Regions from separate parts of the Hordeum vulgare genome. Here region 2 is linked to region 1. The links are chromatin contacts, called in public Hi-C maps. All regions are on one chromosome and are shown on one strand. Each heading gives the region's core, a stretch centred on a gene start, on an enhancer-like site or on the middle of the called end of the contact. The rest is flanking DNA. Distances are from core to core; before and after follow the strand shown.

The links. A called contact is a pair of places that touch in the nucleus more often than the background predicts.
Region 2: a contact with region 1 is called in a Hi-C map of seedling, with 4 times the contacts expected there. The contact joins the promoter of LOC123448536 here to the enhancer-like site in region 1. A contact is called at or near these places in 1 of 6 Hi-C or Micro-C datasets (seedling) and 1 of 1 datasets of contacts at active chromatin or transcription factors (embryo).

Annotation. Positions count from the first base shown.
Region 1 is chr4H:302,894,148-302,901,971 of MorexV3_pseudomolecules_assembly, forward strand. No RefSeq gene overlaps it. Among protein-coding and RNA genes, the nearest start is that of LOC123448536, 280 kb to the right of the region's middle. Within about 2 kb of position 4,579, at least 3 of the 3 cell types and tissues checked have open chromatin away from gene starts, as enhancers often do. A contact at or near this core is called in seedling, where this site is marked.
Region 2 is chr4H:303,171,599-303,179,422 of MorexV3_pseudomolecules_assembly, forward strand. It overlaps LOC123448536, which reads left to right and starts at 2,831. Exons shown (of 4, transcript XM_045125466.1): 1 at 2,831-3,493; 2 at 4,432-5,081; 3 at 5,526-5,722; 4 at 6,475-7,102. The coding sequence starts at 2,929. The coding sequence ends at 6,880.

The DNA of each region.
Region 1 (7,824 bases), core at 3,329-5,828:
CTTCACGGTTGATAGTTTCGACTCAACTCCCTACTTTGACCTTGTCCACTAGGAAGAAGACCAACACAGAGCTCTTGATGATAGCGGTGGTGTCCTTGATCCGAAAGGGCGTGAATGGGATGGACCTCTTGGAGGTCTTCTTCCAACGTAGGATTCACCCGATGTGGCAGTATGAAGGGCCGGGTGATCAAACTCGGGTCCATCCTGAGGAGCTCAATGAGGAGGCGCTCGAGAATATGCTCAGGGCCACTACTCTAGTGAGGGACAACTCCAGAGGCTCGAGGCAGGTGAAACCCTTCATGGTGGATAATAAGCCGAATGAAGTGAGTCGTCGAAGACCCGCGCCGAGTGAACTTCTTAGTTGTTTTAACTTCGACTTTTGACTTTGCTTCTTTCATTTGACAGGCTTTCACAGGGTTGGTCAGCTCCATAACGGCAGTTAGCCACTCGCCTATTGACGTGGAAATCGACACGGAGAACCAGGACACCGAGCTCCCGGAGGTCTCGGAGGATGCCGAGGACTACGCTGGCGACGATGCAGGGACTGAAGAGAGCGAGGAGGAGTGCGGGGAAGAGGCGGAATCTTCTCCGTCCGGCGAAGTTCAGGTCGAGAAATGGGTCAAACCCGTTCCAAGGCACGCGAGGACCCTGGGGTTCGGGCAGGCGCCCCAAAGACTCCGTTGACGGAGAAGCCGAGTGTATCAGCCATGCCGACTCATAGATCCAAATGTGGTCGGGGCGAGTCCGAGGCGCTGCTAGAGTAGGCCGCCAAGTAACCCAAGATCTCAAGCTCCAAGCCTCGTAAGGTTGTCCTGCCACGTATCAAGGTCGATGTGCCTCTGGCTTTGGCGTAAGTATATTCGACGAATGTATTGTCTTTGTTCGAACTATGTCTTCCGAGTGCTGATTGGATTTTGTTGTTTCTGTTGTAGGCCTAACACTTCGACTGCTTCACTCGATCCCAAGACTACTGACAAGGGTAGAGCTGACGTTGACGTTGCTTCATCAAAAGTTAATCCTTGAGCTTTTCCATCAATCCATTTGATATTCAGCCTTTGGATATTCGAGTGATCTTTGGACTGCCTTGTGGGCATGTGCAGGGCCGCAGGATGTGATCGAACTCGACGTTGATATCCCTTCTGCAACCGGGGAAGTGTTGAAACGGGCTCCGACTCCCAACCGAGTGAACATCAAAGCCAAGAATCATGTGGTGCAGGAGGCCGCTTCGGACGGAGCGTCACTCAAAAAATATCCGCTGACCACTTCATCGTCTGACCCCAAGGATCGCAGCCTCTTCTAGGTCCATCTTACCCCGGAGGATCAGGAGGAGGCGCGCAAGGAGGCCTTGGCTCAGCTGGACGTGATAGCTGGGTGATTAAAGGAGGCTATGACGCGAGTGAATCTATGGCGAAGAACTTTTGGGTAAATTCTTCATGCATGTATTTTTTGAATTTGGTTCTTGGTAGGAGTCCCGAGTGGGCATGTCCATGGGGAGACCCGTTGGGTGTTAGTGGGAGCGCACTAAGCGCACCCACTCGGTGTAGTCCCCGAGGCTACCGTCGACTCAGTCAGTCGGCAATAGTCTATTTTTCCTTTTACATTCGACAGAATCCAGTAGGGTACACAGCCCTTTCCTTTCTTCCATCTTTCCAATGGGGGCACGCCGAGCGCACCCACTGGGTGTAGTCCCCGAGGCTACTCTCGGTTGAAGAAATCGACAGTAGTCTCAGTTTCTTTGTTTTGATTGATAGAGGTCAGTCGAGAGCGGATCCCTTGTCCTCTGTCATTCCAGTGGGGGTGTAGTTTCCGAGGCTACCGTCGACTGTCGCAGTCAGTGCTAGTCTTAGAGTTGCGACATAATGTTATGCCTTTCTTGTATTTGTTGATTGCAGAATGTCTGTGGGCCTGTTGGCCGCGATGAAGCCATGGAAAAAGAGTTGCAGGAAGTTCATTTGAGCCTTGAGGTGGAGAAGGAAAAAATCAAACGACTGGAGATTGAAAAGAGAACGAATGAAGGTATGTCCTTGTCATCCGACTGATACTCCATTGCGTCATCTTGCCTTATCCGACTGACGATGTTTTGTCAGATCGCCTTTCTGAGAGGCTGAAGAATTCCATTTCTTTAGTGACCATGAAGTAAGCCCTTGAGAAGAGGAATGATGAACTTGCATCTTCTTGGAAGGAGGCCAAAGAGGAAACCCTCGCGGGTGAAGCCAAACTCAAATCAGTTGTGGATCTCGAGGAGGATAATCGGCTTTTGATAGCCAGTGCAGAGAAAACCATGACGGAGTTTGCTGAGTTGAAGAAACATTACGTCCAATGGGAAGCCAACCTTGAGAAGGCCGCTGCCCAAAAGGCTGAGCTGGAGAAGTTCGTCGAGGACTTCAGCGTGGAGCACTGTGAGAAGCTCAAAGGAACGTTAAATGTCCGAATACTTTTCCACGATCATTCTGAAATTTCCGACTGGCGTTTCTCATCCCCCATTTCTGTTGAGTGTAGCCTTTGCTCTGTAACACCCAAAAATCGGTTATCGATTTTTGTGCTGGTATTCCTTCCTAGCTTTTCTCTTGCAAAATTTTCCTGTGGAATTTGGCAAATGACCAGGTGAATCCAGTCTATTATCAAGCTCTTAGTGCTTTTCCCATGTCCTTGTGCCAGCTTACCCTTCTTGAGTAAACCCCGAACCTCTTTCAAACCCTAGCTCCGAAATATTGGAACTGGGAATCCTCCCTTTGTGTTTACAAAGGAGCTATCATTTCCTTTGCTCTGTTAATCCTCCCAAATTTCCATAGACCATTCTTCCCTCATAAACCCTAGATGTGCAAAAATATTGCCAAGTTATATGCAATATTTCTTCTCCAGAATTATTCCTCTTTCTGCCTTTCTGAGGAATTAAATCCAAGAAATCTATCCATCTCCCAAGGTCATGAAAACTTGTGAGATATTCTTTGTGATCATATGAAGCTCTCATAAAATATTGGCCATTACTAAGTGAGGAAAATTGCCTTTTTCCTATTTAAAGACAATATTCCAATTTAGGGCCTTTCCCAAGGAACTACCATTTTGGTAGCTAGGAAAAATCACAAATAATTTGTGGAGCTTCTAATATCCATATATTCATCATTTCCATCAAAATATCAAGTCTCCCAGTTCAAAAATTGAGCACAACATCCCTTTGCAAATTCTGTCCAGATTCCGTGTTTGCGAAGGAAGTGCTTGATTCCTTGATTCCCTTGAGCTGAAATTTTGTAGGGTAGTTCATTATGATAAATTACTCTTGTCCACCAAAATTTAGTTCATTCCATCAATCCATCCTTCTTCAACAATTTATCTAAGTTTATGTCCAGACGGGAGCACTGTGAAGGAAGTACCATTTATATTTATGCAATTGGTATGACACGTTTACAGTGATTCCATATGCCTAAATCATTGGTCTCCTCCAAATTTGAGACATTTCCATCTATTCAATTGACCCCAGCATCAGCTTCTTCAATTCTGGTCAGATTGCCAAGTTACAAAGGAAGTGTTAGTTAGGCATGCCCATTTGAGCTAAACTTTTGCCAGGATAGTGACCTCAGTGAATGGTCAACCTCAGCTAACGATCAGGCCAAGAGGTGCATTGTTGTGGCCACACCACAACACAACACCTTGTTGTTGGATTCTTGTTGAGCAAGGAGAGGTCACACCAGAGCTGTAGCATGAAGTTTGATGGGTCAGCTCATCTCAGGAAAGCTTCGAGAACACCCTAGACATGTTTTGGCTGCGTGTGCTGCATGGCAACGCCGTGGCCACATGGTCACCATGGGCAGAGCATGCCAAACCGGAGCTCTAAGCATTGGAGTCTTCGGGAGGGCATGCTCCAATGCTTAGAGCGCTGTGAAGATGCAGCCCACATGGTCACCGCGGCTGCATGGTCACCATGGGCACATCTAGTGGGTTCTAGCTTGTCCTCGAGTGCCGGCGAGTTGCGCATCGCACGCGTGATCCATCCAGAGGCTTCTCCCGCTCGTTCCCTAGCTGGGGGAGCGCTGTGAAGATGCAGCCGCGGCACCGCGTAGCCCGAAGCTTCGGTCGTCGGCGAGCACCATCGCGAAGCTTCTCCCGAGCCTATTTAAGAGCGTTCCTGAACCCCCTCCTGTCGAGCAGCAAGCCCCAAATCCATCCCTAAGCTCTTGGAGATCCATAGCCCTCGAATGGCCGAAGTCCCGCAACCTCTCCCCTCACCCACTTCTGTGCCCCGGTCGACTCCCGAGCCCTGGCGACCACGTGCGGACGCGGCCGGGCACCGCGAACTTGCCCCGCCCCTCCACGGACGTTGCCGTGGCCCTGCGCGTCGGCATCGAGCCCGGCTGGCACCGGCTCTGTCCTCTGTCGCAGTGGTGGCGCTGTGGTCCGCCTCCGGCGACCCCGCGACCGCCCCCGGGCGCGGCGTGAACAGCAGAACCCCTGCACCCTCCGGCTGGCACTCCCTCGCGGCGGAGCAATGGCAGCCGCGACGGACGGCGCTCTCCCCTGCCTCCCTGTCGTGTTGGAGAAGAAGACGGGAGGAGAGAGAGAGAGATAAGGCGGGCCCCTCCCGTCAGAGAGAAAAAAGAAGTCAACCCCCGGCCCGCGGTCCGGTTAAGTGGAATCGTATTCAAGTTAATACATGTTCCCTTTTTTAAAGCGTACTTTGCTTCGGCCGGAAGCCATAATACTTTTTCTCTGAACTGAAAACGTACTACCGGAAATACGCTTTCTATTTATACCCCGCCGACCGAAATGGCTAGTTTGTGGACGTTCGTCAGTTAGCAGCAGAAATGAAAACATTTCTATTTGTTTCTGTGCCTAACAATCGAACGACCATAACTTTGCGACTGTAACTCCGATTGAGGTAAAACCAGCGCCCACGGTTTCGTCTCGTCGAGCCCGTTTCAATAATACCATTTTCATAATATATTTACACAGTAGAAATGATTGTTTTGCCCTTGCCCTCCGATTGAGCCTTTCGGGAGGGAAACCTCTCCTACAAATATTCCCGACATGTTATCGCGCTTCTTCCCGGAGTATCCGTCGACCCCAGGGAAGCCAACCTCTTATCATTAGCTTCGAACTTGTGTGATGACTTTGCTTTCACCTTGTGTGTTTATCTGTATCACCTGTTAACCTGCATTTGCATACACCTGTGATGTTATCGGTAGTAGCTACTAGCAATCACTCTTCATCTAATACCATGACTTGTTTGCATATTAACATGATAATAATTATTTTGACATGATAGTATTAGGGTTTGATCTCAAGCCATGATTATCAACACTATTGTTTTGCTATGCTATTGTTTAGCACTTACATTTGTCGAGGCAGTGGTACGATGATGGATAAGTTGAGTTGGGTTAACAAATGCAACCTAGTTGGTTGATCTTGAGTCACCTGTCCGGGCTTATCCGTGCAACCACATTTGCCGTTATGGAACGGCCTTGACTTGGTCTGATCGGTGCAACCACATTTGCCGTTATGGAACGGCCTTGACTTGGTCTGATCGCGTGCACTTTCACCGGTACTTCCAAAGAGGGAGGGTTATGCACGTGCGCTACCCTGATCAGGTAGGCGGTGATAACCTTGTGAGCCAGTTGAGTTGTTTGTGCCGGCGTCCCCGTTTGGGACAGTTTAGTTTGGCCATGACGTGGCAGGTGTCATGCGGACACAGGGCCACCCAGGGCAGGACTCTGGGGGAGGATGATTGCCGGTGGTACGATGGGAGAGTCACGGACCAGATAAGTTTCGTTGGAGCAACACTAGTCCACCCGAATGGGATCAGGAGGTCAGTGCTCCATAGTGTGGGTAAAGTGTGCAACCTCTGCAGAGTGTCAAACCTATTCAAATAGTCATGTCCACGTTATTGGACAGCCCGTCCAGAGCTCAGTAGATAGTCAACCATATCAGAGTTAGTAATGATGGAAGAACTCATCTTGTGAACATCACAGGATGTCGGGAACATGATATGTTACCCAAGAGATGGCTATATGATGAGTAGTCGAATGACCATGTGATGGGATTTGGATCCGTTCAGATTGGATTATGAGTATATCGATAGTTGTGGAATAACCCAGAAGAGAGTAAGTTGACATTCGGTAACAGTAAGTAATTTAAACACTTGTTGTGATCTTTGCCATGCTAGTTAGGTAGATTACATGCTTGATTCATGTTATGTTGTTTTCCTGTTAATTCCATGTCATGCTTAGAATAATTGTTATATAATTATAGGGCTAGCTTTGTTATTTTTTTGTTTGGATGCTATGTATTTGGTTGTCTTGTGAGTATATTTAAAGTACTCACCTGGCCTTGGACGTGGCCAGTTGCAGGAGAAGAATCGTCGTGCTAGATCGTGACCCAGCTAGTCCTGTAAGTTATGGAGCCCAGCCGGAGACGTCGTTGCCACTCTATCAAGACCTCTACTGCCATTTAGTTAGCTTTGGATTTATGTAATATTATTGTAAGCAACAGTATTGTAATACTCCATTATATTAATAAAGCCATTTTTGCCTGAAATTGTTGTATCATGTCTTTGGCGTGCGTCCGGTCTTATCCTGGGGACGGGCGTACGTCGGCCCTCTATCCCTCTATCGGGGTGCCACATGCTGCTCATGTCGAAGAAGAAACAGAGCGAATAGAGAAGGAGCTCGATCCCAAGAGAGGTCTCCTGAAAGACAATGTTGCCTTGTCTCTCCTCAGGCTGGAGGATTGCGTTGATTATGTAGTGGCTTGCTTCCAGCTTCTCCAGTTGGCCATTGGAGAGATCGACCAGGAGGTGGCTGATGAGGACATGACTACCTTTGATATTATCACAGTCATTGCATATGCGTATTTATTTGAGAAGATTTCTGATAAAACTCATGCAATAATTTATTTATGTTATCCAGAACAAAAAATATTTCACCTGTTTTTATTTTATGCCTAAATGCAGAATGGCCGAACACTTGTATGAATCACGTGTGATGACAAGGGAAGAGGAAATGGTTGGATCCTATTCAAGAGGTCCTATCATGTCAAAGGAAATAATTAGTTTATGTTTAAGAAGTTCTCTCACATCACTTTTAGCCAAGAGAAGATAGACTCCAGGTCTTTCATGTTCTGGACTTAGATTCGGACTACACGGACATACCTGTACCAAAACGCCTTCAACTTTTTCATCCGGACTCTGAATTGCGTGATTCGTTTTGAACTGCAAAGTAGATTTTACACGCTTTCAGGCCCAATTGGATTCACCTTCAAATTCGTCCGGAGTATGGATATATAGACCAAACAAAATGACGTTGCACCAGAATCCGAATCAAACAACAAGTCCAAAGGTGTTGCACCACCTCCACTTGGGCCCATAGGCCTTGTACGATCTAGGGTTACTTTTAGGCTGCCTTGGGATGTCCTTCCACCTACTTGGCTGCCACGCCTTGTTCCTATATAAGTAGATCAACCTAGTAGCTTTTTGGTTGGGATTTGTTTAGTTAAAAGTTAGCCATTGCAACTTCGTGTACTTCGTTTGTGTCCAACGACGAGACTAAGACCGCTTTCGGATCACCACCCTTATCAATACTTCATCTATATTCGCAATATTCAGATTGCAATATCATATTTTTTCTTGTTCTTCGATTGCTTGCAGGAATAGACCTTTGTGGTCAGGTTGATCGTGCTCCGACGTGGTCAGTAACCTCTTGGAGATTGGTTTACCGATTGCTAAGGCGCGGCGTTGTGCACGCTTGTAGTCAGATCGTCAAAGTCATCTCCACAAAACCGATAGTTATCATCTCACCGAAAGATCGGGACACCCTCGCCTACATCAAGTGCTCT
Region 2 (7,824 bases), core at 1,581-4,080, 280 kb after region 1:
GAAGCGGGTGATCGTAACCCGCGACGTGACGTTCCAGGGGCAGAGGAAGTGGGGCTGGACTCCCGCGCCGATGGAGAGGCCACGGTCCCGGTAGAACATCTTGTGGTCACCTACATCGACTAAGACCACGATGTCCAGACCATGCCGGCTCGTGCCGGCTCCTCGACGGCTGACCCTATCCCAAACCGTGACACACACTCGTCCTCTACAGCGGCACAAACGCCCCTTGCGGACATGGCAGACACCTCGTCTGCGTCCATGGAGGATGGCTGGGCCACGTCGCCGGACGACGACATGGAGCTCCACGACCTCGATCACACTCCAGCTCAGTACCGCAAGATGAAACATGTGCTCACGGAGCTGGATGCGGTGGCAAGAGAAGAACATGTCGGGCTTTGCCTTGTCACTACGGAGGAGCCTAGCAGTGTCGACGAGGCGCTCGAAGAGGCGTGTTGGTAGCGCACCATGGACGCCGAGCTCGCGGCGATCCATGATAATGGGATGTGGGAGCTCGCCATGCTCCTGCCCGACCGCATGGCCATGGGGATCAAGTGGGTTTACAAGGTCAAGAGGGACGCTGTCAAGAACATTGTGAAGCACAAGGCGAGAGGCATGGATTATGACGAGGTGTTTTCCCCGGTGGCGCGCATGGAGACCGTGCGGTTGCTGCTAGCGCTCGCGGCGCATCATGGGTGGAAAGTCCATCACATGGACGTGAAATCAGCGTTCTTGAATGGGGATCTTCGCGAGGAGGTCTACGTGCATCAGACGCCAGGCTTTGTCAGCACCGACGACGAGGGAAAGGTGTTGCGACTCTGGAAGGCATTGTACGGCCTGAAGCAGGCGTCGCGGGCATGGAATGCAAAGCTTGATGTGTCGCTCATTCCGCTCGGTTTTGAGCGAAGTCCTCTTGAGCACGCGGTGTACATGAGGGGCACGGGCGCGTCGACTCTACTCATCGGCGTCTACGTCGACGAGTTGATCATCACCGGCACCGGAAACGAGGAGATAGCTGTGTTGAAGGAGCAGATGAAAAATATGTTTGACATGTGAGACCTTGGGCTCCTCACCTACTACCTCGGCATAGAGGTGCAACAGAAGGCTGGCGAGATCACCATATGCCACAGCGCGTATGCCACCAAGATCATGGATGCTGCTGGGATGAGGGGGTGCAACCCCTTTGACACACCTATGCAGAATCGGCTGAAACTTGGGAAAAGCGGCGTTGGCCAAGCCATGGACGCCACACGGTACATGAGCATCATCGGGAGTCTTCGGTACCTCTGCAACACGAGGCAAGACATCTCGTTCGCTGTTGGCATGGTTAGCAGGTACCTGAAGGCGCCGACGGCGGCGCACTAGGCTGCTGTCAGGCAGATCTTGCGCTACATCAACGGGAAGATGGACTAAGGCTGCTGCTACAAGCAAGGTGGTGTAGCAGTGCCGAAACTGATTGGCTACAGCGACAGTGATCACGCCGACGGTGTTGACAATCGGCGGAGCACGACGGGAGTGGTGTTCTTCCTCAACTCCAGTCTGATCACGTGGACCTCTCACAAGCAGAAGGTCGTCGCCATCTCGTCATGCGAGGCCGAGTATATGGCGGCGGCAACCGCAACTTGCCAAGACATGCGGATGTGCATGCTCCTCGGCGAGCTCAACGTCGATTTCAACGAAGGCGAAGCTGCGCGTCAACAACAAGTCGGCAATTGCTTTGAGCAAGAACCCGGTGCACCATTGATAGAAGTAGGCATACCGACATATGCTACCATTTTATTCGTGAGTGCATCAAAGACGACAAGGTGGAAGTCAACCACGTTGGGACTGACAGACAGCTTACGGATTTCCTCACCAAGGCGCTAGAGCGAATCAAGTTCGTTGAAATGCGACTCAAGGTTGGCGTTATCATGGTGAGCACCACACGTCGGGAATTAGGGAATGAAATGTTGAACATGTACTTCTATCACGTGTGCGTGTACACGCAGAGACCGAGTTTTTTTCCTGTTAGCATTAGCTAGATTGGTGCGGCTGTAGTAGACTCGGCACGCGCCCACCTCGCATGAGTCGTACGACGTGGGATGGCACGTCCGGTAGGCTGGGTAGCGACGGGGGATTTCAGTTTCAGTCGTTGTGCATATAGCTGGCCAAACGGGCCGGTCTGCGAGCCCGCCGGCACGGCAAGGCACGGGCGACTTAAACGGGCCCGTACCAAACACGGAGCCCGCCTCGAGCCGTGCCTGGGCCTGAAGGCTGGGCACACGAGCCGGCACGACACGACCCGTTTACATTTTTTATTTACATATTTATATATATATATATACAACGTATAAAATAGCCCAATAAGCCAAAATCAGTTAAAAACTACCTAAAAAGGCATAAAATCGTGCTTAACGTGCCGACGGACCGACTCGTTTAGCTCCCGTGTCGTGCCTAGCCAGGAGGCTGCGCACATGGGCCGGCACGGCACGGCCCGACTAATATACGTGTCTGGACGGGGCCCGTTTGGCCAGCTATGATTGTACAAATAACTATGAGCTAATGAGAAAAGTTGCATTCAGAAAAAAAAAAACACCCTGTGTCATCTTCCTCTCGCCGTTGCTCCCGCTAGCCAGAGAGGGTGTGAGAGTTGGCCAGTTCCAACAGTGGAATCGCTCGGCGCTGGATCCACCAGAATCCGTTGGATTCACAGGCCACTCCCGACCCGTCCATTCAGCCGAGAGAACCAACGGCAGAGAGCGCCCGGCCCCGCTGAAGACGCCACGTGGAGGCTGAGGAGCGCGCAGCAACCGACCTCGTCCGCTGAACCGCTCGCTCCCTACCCCACCATGTGAAGCAGACACCAGGGCCCACCCTCTCCTCCTCCACACTCTCGCACACACTTCTTCACTTCTTCGACTCCTCCGATCTCTCCACTCAGAGTCCAGCAGAATGGCGACCAACTCCGCCTCCATCATTCCCGCCGCTTCCCACCTTCATCGCTTGCACGGACGCCTCCTCCTCCATGCTCGACGTGGAGCCGGGCAGCGGGTCGTCGTTGTCCGCGCGGTCTCGGGGGATGGGGGTCGAGGCGGGGGGCCCTCGTACCTGGACATGTGGAAGAAGGCAGTGGATCGTGAGAGGCGCTCGGCGGAGCTCGCGTACCGGCTGCAGCCGTCTCCGCCGCCGGCGGAGGCGGAGGCTGAGGCGCCCCCGCAGGCGGACGTGGAGCGGAGGACGGCGCGGTTCGAGGAGATGCTGCGGGTGCCGCGGGAGGAGCGCGACCGCGTGCAGCGCACCCAGGTCATCGACCGCGCCGCCGCCGCTCTTGCCGCCGCGCGCGCTGTACTCAAGGAACCGCCGCAGTCCTCGCCAACGCCGCAGCCGCACAAGCCGACGCCGGCCACCGGAGTGGCAGAGCCGGGCAACGTTTTTGATTCACGCAAGGCTGCAAAGGGGCTGGAGGATCAGGGTTCCGGGCAGGATAGCCTACCGGCGGCGTCGAACTCGGAAAAAGGTAGGACCACTAGGGGCACGTGACTTTGCTTTTGGCAGCTCCCGTGAACATCGCACTAGCTTCGTGTTTCGCCTAATAAAAGAAAGCCTGACATAAGCAAAGGTAGTACAATAGTTCAAAAAGAGTTTGGCATGAATGGCCAATCCAACAAATAAATCCAATAAAATTAAGGGTGAAATTGTCTACTGAAACTGAAACGGAAGCGATGAATGATATTTCTCTCGACTGTCTCAGTTCCTACCAATAGCACGCACTGACATAGTTGCACCCGGTCTCTATACTGTGTAGTTGCATTTGTGCTTATTTGGAAAGTATAATTCTGGTAAGGGCCAAGTGGATTTATCAGTTGAGTTGGATACAAAAACTAGAGTTATGTCTGCATAACCATTCTAGTAGTACAAGAATGAACATTACCAATTGACAAGCATATTATGTCCCATTACTTAAATTAACCCTTATCAGAAATGGATGTCCTTCTTGATTTTTTATTCTATTGGGTGGGACAGTTTCGGTGCAACTTGCTAGTCTTACGCGTATTGGAAAATTGTTATATTTTTCTGTATCTACTGCTGTCACTAGAGTGATTACAGTAAAGAAAAAAATACCCATTACATTCTGAAGATGATGTGGATACTGGATCAGTTATGATAATACTATGTTGATTTTAGATATTGAGGTCTTAGGCTATGTCCATTTTGTGACACTGTTAGTTTCATGCTGCGGCAATGCTGTTGTATTAGCATTCTTGAAAAGAATACTGTTGTACTCCCTCTGTACCTCTCCCTAACTACAATTATTTAGGTACAGAGGAAGTATAAAGGACACCATCAGTATTACTGGGGTGCTTTTTAACTGCAAACTTCTATTTATTACAACATCCTCCGTTCCATGTGAAATTATGCTTCTGCCCTGACACCAGTAATCTCCTATTTACTCAGTGACAAACTCTGGGGATTCATATCCTTCCAAACAGGCAAGTTCCAAGCTTGGTACTCCTGGCCCGGATTTCTGGTCGTGGTTACCACCGGTGGACAGCAGCAGTGAACCGAGAGAAAGCAATACTGTTTTAAAACCATCAAAGAAAGTGGATTCCTTCTCCAGTCAGCCTGAGATGTTAATGGAAAAGGAACGGTCAGCAGACTTCTTATCCCTTCCGTTCGTGGCCTCTTTCTTTGAGAAGAAGGAAGATCGGTCTCTTCCTCCCTTCCAGTCATTCGTGGAGCCTGAGAATACAGATTCCAAGGCCAAGCCTGTTGCTGATGCAGAGGAAGCATTTGAGACGCAGTTCTCACAGAATGCAGCTGAGACGGCTAGAGCTCTCAGTACTAGTGATGATAAGTCATCCCATGGGATAGACCCAGATGGTTCAAAGTGGTGGAAGGAGACCGGTGTAGAACAGAGGCCTGATGGTGTTGTTTGTAAGTGGACTGTAGTTAGGGGAGTAAGTGCTGATGGTTCTGTTGAATTTGAAGATAAGTACTGGGAGGCTTCAGACCGGTTTGATCATAAAGAATTAGGTTCCGAGAAGTCTGGTCGTGATGCTAGGGGCAATGTTTGGCGGGAATACTGGAAGGAGTCGATGTGGCAGGTGATTTTTTCCCTAATTCGATAGCATTATCTTCTCACTGTGTGGCGTATAAAACCTGCAATATATTACACCCTCGGTCCCATAATATATCAGTTGTAATAAACATATTATTATTGGGACGGAGGGAGTATTACATTAGTTCTCCCTCTGTACACTAATGTAAGACGTTTTTGCAGTTCAAATTGAACTACAGAAACGTCTTATGTTAGTGTACAAAGGTTGTACTAAGTAACGTTTCAAATGGTGCCTGCTCAGGTCATTGCAGCATTCATTGTGTGACCTAGTAGGAGCTGCATCGATGAGATACTATGCCATGCCTGTATGCATATGTGTCTGCAAACTGAACTCTAGACACATGCTAATTAAATGTCTCCCCAGAGTCTAATCAAGTGGTTTACCCAAAAAAGAGAGTCTAATCAAGTGGTGCATTTTAAACCATGTCAGGATTTCACATCTGGTCTTATGCATATGGAGAAGACGGCAGACAAGTGGGGAAAGAATGGCAAAGGGGAGCAGTGGCAAGAGAAATGGTGGGAGCAGTATGATTCAAGCGGTAAAGCTGAAAAATCTGCTGATAAATGGTGCAGCTTAGATCCAAACACGCCATTGGATGCTGGGCATGCTCATGTTTGGCATGAAAGGTATGAGTCATTAGTAGCTATATTTATAATAATAATAATTATATTTGTCTATGGTTCCATGCAGTGGCGGAGCCAGGAAAGAAATGGAGGGTGTGCACACCTAATTTTTTTTCTACTTATTCCAAGTGTCATACAATAGTTGGCAAAAATATAATACAGATTGCTCAATCAAGTCACACAACATTATAGTTCCTACATATTCCGAATTTGCAATGTTGCAAATACAAAGTCTTACATGGATACAAATATGTAACAACTACTACACTGAGTAACTCTACGACGTTCCTTTGCCATGAAAGCTTCAACTATGTCTTCCTTGCTTACTTTCAAGAACACATCTCGTTCAATGAGTGTCACTAAGCAATTGTTCATGAGATCATCACTCATACTATTTCTCAACTTATTTTTCACTAGATTCATTGCCGAGAATACTCTTTTAACACTCGTCGTGGCCACAGATAAGATTAATACCAATTAGATAAGCATGTAGATCAAATCATAGAGAACATGTTTTTTTTAGAGCAACCACATATTTCATTAATCAAAAATCAAGTTACATGAAGCAACACATGTGGACACTAAAAGACAGACCGGGATAAAATGATTATCGTGAAAACTTTGCAGAAAACATCCTAAGAGATCAAGAAATACAAAAAGATATCTAAGAACTTCCATGCCCTATATGATTAAGCTTAGCTTTTCTCCTTGCAACAGAGTAAGATTGCTGAAGCCCAGTATTTGATCCTCTGCAGGTGGGGTGAAACGTATGATGGTTGCGGAGGCAGCGTAAAATACACGGACAAATGGGCTGAGCGGTCAGAGGGCGACGGGTGGTCGAAATGGGGCGACAAGTGGGATGAGCATTTCGACCCTAACAGGCACGGCGTGAAGCAGGGAGAGACCTGGTGGGAAGGCAAATACGGGGACCGGTGGAACCGCACCTGGGGCGAGGGCCACAACGGCTCCGGCTGGGTGCACAAGTACGGCAGGAGCAGTAGCGGCGAGCACTGGGACACTCACGAGCCGCAGGAGACGTGGTACGAGAGCTACCCGCATTTCGGCTTCCACCACTGCTTCGAGAACTCAGTGCAACTCTTGTCCGTGTCCAGGCAGCCTCCAAAGAATTTCAAGCTTGGGAAAAGAGTAGATGCTTCTTAATTAGGAACATCTCAGCTGCCTTTCCAAAGAAAAGTTATTCATAAGCTCTTAGATAAATTCATCCTTGGTCACTGGACTCGGTTTGGAAACCAAGTGGAATGAAATGTCATGGTATGATTCCATTAGGCCGTGTTTGGAATGGTTGTAATTAAATACAGAGGTGTTTATTGTACATTTGTATCTTATCGGCCGCTTAATAAATTGCATGCGAAAATGAAACAACCAGTTGAGGTCTGTAATATTTCTACAGGTGTATTTGGACGAAACCGACAATCCAATCAGCCCCTTAGTGTGTTTGGTTACATTCTTGCATTTAGTACTGAGTTAAAAGTTGGAATGGAATGATTACATTAGTGTGTTTGGTTTGGGAATGAAATGTGATGAATTCGATTCAGGTCACCTTCCATGCAAATGATAAGATTAACATTCGTACACTTTGAAACATAAATCAAATTGAATAGAACACATAAGATCAAACTCACACATAGAATGGCTTGCGTTTCACATTGAGCTGGATTTCAGTTAGGAAAATAAGTTACAAATCAAATTGAATAGAACACATAAGATCAAACTCACACATAGAATGGCTTGCGTTTCACATTGAGCTGGATTTCAGTTAGGAAAATAAGTTACACATTTTCGTAGAACTCATGTCCAGCTATATTTATAGAAATCCGTGTATTTCATACGCGTGTCTTTCCCATCTATAGAAATCCATTTTTTGATGTGAATAACTCAAAAACAAATATGAAAAATTGGTCATAGAGCCTGTCCATTTTTTGATGTGAAAAACTCAAAAACAAATCAGAAAATTGGTCATACTCCGTACAAGGCATGTCCAGCCCGTGTCTGTATTTTGAGTAGAGAACCGCTGGCAAGCACCAGCTCAACGCCATAGCTGGCCTGCTCTTGTACGCCGCCAAAAGAGTTCTGGTGGACGGGGG